2 separate regions of the Sus scrofa genome follow, and region 1 is linked to region 2. Evidence: chromatin contacts called from public HiChIP or PLAC-seq data. All regions are on one chromosome and are shown on one strand. The core of a region is the stretch at or near the end of the contact, and the rest is flanking DNA. Distances in the headings are between cores, read along the strand shown.

The links. HiChIP or PLAC-seq counts read pairs in DNA pulled down with a chosen protein or histone mark.
Region 1: a contact with region 2 is called in an H3K27ac HiChIP or PLAC-seq map of alveolar macrophages. The contact joins the promoter of PQBP1 here to the promoter of RBM3 in region 2. A contact is called at or near these places in 2 of 5 promoter capture datasets (fetal skeletal muscle and liver) and 1 of 2 datasets of contacts at active chromatin or transcription factors (alveolar macrophages).

What each region holds. Positions count from the first base shown.
Region 1 is chrX:42,975,279-42,977,978 of Sscrofa11.1, forward strand. PQBP1 (polyglutamine binding protein 1) reads left to right here and starts at 1,368. Exons shown (of 6, transcript NM_001246668.1): 1 at 1,368-1,453. The coding sequence starts at 1,387. It overlaps TIMM17B (mitochondrial import inner membrane translocase subunit Tim17-B), which reads right to left and starts at 1,009. Exons shown (of 6, transcript XM_003360308.4): 1 at 595-1,009. The coding sequence starts at 767.
Region 2 is chrX:42,702,656-42,705,419 of Sscrofa11.1, forward strand. RBM3 (RNA binding motif (RNP1, RRM) protein 3) reads left to right here and starts at 1,394. Exons shown (of 7, transcript NM_001243419.1): 1 at 1,394-1,493; 2 at 2,100-2,218; 3 at 2,461-2,567. The coding sequence starts at 2,116.

The DNA of each region.
Region 1 (2,700 bases), core at 118-2,617, 270 kb after region 2:
AGTGGGCACGTTTAAATAAGCGCTACGGAAGTGTTAACAAGCTGGCACTGTAAAGTACAACGGGGGTCGCACCCCCTCCTCCGACAATGAGCTCGTCCAGCCACGCTCTTCCCTTTCTTCACCTTGCACGAGGGAGGAAAAACCTAGCTGCAGACCGTGGGGACGATCCGACACCCCCTCCTTGCCCACAGTGGGCTCACCCAAGCCCCGCCTCCATTCACCAAAGGGACCTGGGAAAAACCACGCGCGGTAACCCTGGGGATTTCCGCCTAGCAACACACCACCCCCCGGCTGGAATGGATTCGACCAACGTGTCTCTTTCCGTTAACAAGAGGGACCGGGGACAAGAGTCAAGGGAAACGTGGAGTGGTTCGTCCTGCACCGCACCAGCTCCTTCAAGCACACAGTTGTGGCCCCTCTTAACGGAGCCCAAGTAAGGAAACAAGTGGACGGGAGCGGAAGGAGACAACAAACGTTTAAAAGTCTCCCGAGTCTGGGACGTGGCGCTGTGTAGCCAGCGCCTCCCCCGCCCGCCTCCCACCGCTGGCCGTGGCGCCGCAGCAAGAGTCCCGAGGCCTGTGCCCCTCGCCGTACCAAGGCTCCCGAGCGTACTCCTCCATGGCGCCGGCGTCCGGCCGCGCAGTCTGGCTAAATCCCGGCCGGGCCACACCCCCACTGTAAACGCACACAGGCGCCCGAGCTTTCCACCTATTCCAAGGTAATGATTGGGTCCTTTCGCCAGACGTCAGGCCAAGGCGCACTCTCATTGGCCAGTTAGGTTTCCGTCATCTGTTCTCTGCAGCCCGAGCGTCGCCCAGTTACCTCTGGCTCAGGGAGAGAGGGCCTCATTCTTTCCCTCAGGAGAAAAAGAGTCGTGGTCCTGGCGATCATAAAGGCGTCGAGAGAGAGGCCGACAGTCTGACAGCCTTCCGCAACCCGCGTGACTGTATTGGTAATGTCGGGGTGGGCGCATTTTTTGGAGCTAGAGGAAACCCTGCTCCCCCCACCCCTGCTCCTTGGTTCCTTCCACCCGGCAGTCTTTGGGGGACGTTGGGTGAGCCCATTTCTGGGGCGCGGGGGAGCGGCGCTTGGCCCCTTCGGCGATGGGTGGAGCCTAGGCCTGGGAGAGGAGGCCTGGGAGAGGAGTCCTGTCCCGGAGCACCCCGCCTGGAGAGGAGAGTTGGCGAGAATTTCGGTGATACTGCCGTTTATCCCTTCCACCTTTTAGCGGGTAGGTTCTGTTGCCCAGCTCCTGGTGCAGGTGGGTAGGTGGGAGTCTAGATGAGTGCATGTTGGGGAGAGGCGCTTGCTTACGAGCTCCAGATTCAAATCCTTATCTGAACTGCTTTCTCGTCTGTCCTTCCCTAGGTCTGTCTGCTACCCGCTATGCCGCTGCCCGTTGCGTTGCAGACCCGCTTGGCCAAGAGAGGCATCCTCAAACATCTCGAGCCCGGTGAGAGAGCTAAGAGCAGATGGGCCTACCATGTGCCAGGCTTGACAGGCACTTTGTTGTTGATATTGCCACTCGATCCCTAGTATGGGCCTACTATATACCAAGCAGTGGGCTGGCAGACATTTTGTTGTAAACAATACGTATTCCTGACGCCGATTCCTACCGCGTGCGCGCGGACGCCTACGGTGGGGGTGGGGCAGGGAATAGACATTTCAGCTTTAGTCGTACCTAATACTGACAGCTGATGCTTATCTTGGATCTTCATACGCCAGATTTAATCCAATCGATCCCTGGAAGAGTATCTAAGGATATTAATAGTAAACTGACATCTATTACAGCCTCTTTTGGACCAAATACAGTGGGAGGAGGCTGATATTTTGTTCTTTACCATACTAGTAGGTAACATTTTTTTCAGATCTACTGTAGAGCCAGGTACTGTTCAGGCGATATATACCGACTTGTTCACCAGTTCAATAACTGACATGTATTTCGGGTCTGCTTAAGTGGCTGGCATATGCATTATGGTTTACAGTATGTAAAATAATGGTAGGGGAGTTCCTGTCGTGGCGCAGTGGTTAACGAGTCCGACTAGGAACCATGAGGTTGCGGGTTCGATCCCTGGCCTTGCTCAGTGGATTAAGGATCCAGCGTTGCCGTGAGCTGTGGTGTAGGTCGCAGACGCGGCTCGGATCTGGCGTTGCTGTGGCTCTGGCGTAGGCTGGCAGCTCAGCTCCGATTGGACCCTTAGCCTGGGAACTTCCATATGCCGCGGGAGCGGCCCAAGAAAAGGCAAAAAAACAAAAAACAAAACAAGGATAATGATAGGATCTGTCATTTTGGCCTGCTGTGCTGCCGTTGCCAGTATTTATACCTTACTGTCATTACAGTAAAAGTTGGCATCTATTTTGGGCTAAGGTGTGGCCGTGTACTGGAAAACTCATTTTCACTTTATTGACAGGTGACATCTATTACAGGTTTGTTGTGTGCCAAGCATAGATCTTTGGTTAATAATACGGATAATGGTCATTGATATTTATTTTAAGCTTACTGAATACCGGGCCTTGTGCCCGTGGTACGTTTCTTACTAACAACACTAATGATTATAGCTGATGATCTATTTTGGACCTATTGTGTGACAGGCACTATGTTATTGCTGAAATAGACATTTCATTGTTAGCTGTATACACAGTTGAAACCTGTGATCGGCCAACTGAGGTCCAGGTACTCATGTACCTTTTTTAAAATGT
Region 2 (2,764 bases), core at 144-2,643:
TGCATGGGGGCTCAGATTCTCAGGGGCTAAGACCAGTACATATGTGGACAATGTAAAATCTATTCACATCCATCCTGGGCTTAGGGGGTCTGGATATGGCAAAAGCCAGACAAGTCCATTTTGTGGATGTACACCATACAGTACTCCAAAAGTTAACAAATCTAGTCTGTGTTTGGGGTCCTGACTCTTAGCAGGCTGGACAAGTCCACCCCATGAGTTAACACACTTAGAGTTTCCAAGGACAAACTAACCCATTCTTCCTTGATGGGTTCCTCGGAAATGAAAAGTCTGTCAAATCTATTCATTGTAAAGGTAGCTCAGACACTCAGAAGGCTGAAAAAGACCAAATTGTGGGCAGTGGGTTCAAACACTTCTTGTTTGGGATGAGAGCATTATGTATTCTTAAAGTCCTTTCTGTGCATCAAGGGTTCAGCAACCCTGTGACAGCAAAAATCGTTCTCTTGGATTGAAGTTTGGGGCATCCTGTTTTTATTTATTTACTTTTTAAATTTCTTTGTCTTTTTGCCTTTTCTAGGGCCGCTCCTGAGGCATATGGAGGTTCCCAGGCTAGGGGTCTAATCGGAGCTGTAGCTGCCGGCCTACACCACAGCCACAGCAACGCGGGATCCAAGCCGCGTCTGTGACCTACAACCACAGCTCACGGCAACGCCGGATCCTTAACCCGCTGGGCGAGGCTGGGAATCGAACCCACAACTTCATGGTTCCTAGTCGGATTCGTTAACCACTGAGTCATGATGGGAAATCCTGGGGCATCCTGTTTTTAGAAGGCCCCTCGGGCAGTCTACTGGTGGGGGAATTCGAGAAACTGGCTTCAGGAGGGTGCCAGATAAGAATGAGCGCTGAAGTTATAAATGAGCAAGAATAATGCCAGGGAAAGGAGTCCCATACCAGGTGGCTAGATGTCGGGCACAGAGAAGAAAATGTAGGAGTCAGAGTCAGGCACTGAGAAACAAAGGGTCTGATGTTAAGGGCTGTGAAGGCTGATGACTCAGGGACTGTGCGGGGATAAAGCACTGGGGATATGAAGTTAGAGGACTAGAAGGTGAAAGAAGTTATCGGCGGACCTAAAGGAAGACATCAGAACCAATGGGGGAAATGACGTCAAGATTGGAGTGATGTCCGGAATGGAAAGGAGTGTGAGAGCGGAAAGGTTTGTGCACAAACAGGATGAAGAAAGCTGTGGCCAGTGGAGGGATGCTGACATCACCGTGCACCAACTACCCAAAAACCGCCTCCATTCCCTGAGGCGGGCTCAACGCTTTGCTCCCTAGGCTTTGCCGTCACTTCCTCCCACCCCATTGGATGAGACTCAATGGCCTCATCCAATGAGCACTCACGCCGGCACGCGCGGCAGACGTTCCGTGACGTATACGCTACGTACGCTTATCAAGCGTCTTCCCGCGCGACATTCTTCCCAGTCTGTCGGCTTCTTAGCTGTAGCCGTGTCTTCTGCCTTTTTTTCTAATTTCCAGGTAAGCAGCGTTGGTCTGGCAGAGGGGCCGCTCCTCGATTCACTAACGTGCGCCGCGTTGGGCGAGAGCGAGTGGGAGAGTAGAGGTTTCTGACACGTAGACTTGCGCTTTTCCGGGGCAGGCGGGTCCCATGCTCGGAGGTGACATTTTTGGGGTTGGTGCGAGGCTGGCGCGCTATCTCCGAGTGCGAGGAATGCCGGGAGGGACTGGCGGCTTGGGTAGCGGCAGTGACCACGCGACGGCAGAGACCTGCGGAAGGGAGGTGGGGATGTGTGTCGGGGGTGGGGGAGTGCGGTTTTTTTCGTCACGTGACTTCCACCATCTTCTGCTGGTGAGGAGGGAGCGTGCAAGGGTGTTCTGGGCATGCGCGGCCGCACAAAATGACGGGCGTGTTGGCAGGGGATTTTGTGAGCATGCGCGAAAGTGGTCCCCCAAAACGGCTATCTCGCTGAGCCAGCCCGGCAGATTCCCGCCTTTTTGGCTTCTTTACTTTTTTTGGGTGGGGGGTCTCCTTATTTAGTTATTTTTGTCTATTCTCCATTCTCTCGTCTCTTCTCAAAACTCCGACCTTTTCTTTCATCTCCACTGTCCATATCCTCCCCGAAGGACTCAATTTATTGACATGTCTTCTGAAGAAGGGAAGCTCTTCGTGGGAGGGCTCAACTTCAACACAGATGAGCAGGCTCTGGAAGACCACTTCAGCAGTTTCGGACCTATTTCTGAGGGTGAGACATGGGCCAGAGGTGTGATGGGGGGAGTTGTGGGAGAACATCTGGGCCCCATGCGTTTCAAAGAACATGGAGAGGAGGGTCAGGACTCCAAGCCTTTACATTACCCTTTTCCTTCCTTTGTTCCTAGGCCCAAGGCTGAGAACTCAATTGAGGGTTGGTGGAAGGGAGGTCCATTCTTTACCTGACACCCTTTGCCGCTTTTTTTCCTCACCTCTCTCTCCTCTCCCTTTTCCCAGTGGTCGTTGTCAAGGACCGGGAGACTCAGCGATCCCGGGGTTTTGGCTTCATTACCTTCACCAATCCAGAACATGCTTCAAATGCAATGAGAGCCATGAATGGAGAGGTGAGGCCTCCTACCTGCATAGGGGCCCTGCCCCCATCTGTCACTTCCACCATTCTTTCTGTTTTTTTCCCTCTGTCTGCCAGGGGCAGCGCGGCCACCAAGCCCCGCAGTGCCCACTCACAGGAGCGTGACTGCCTTCTGTTCTAGGGGGTGGAGGGCAGCGGCAGACAGAGCCGGGCTGCCTGGGAGGCGACGAC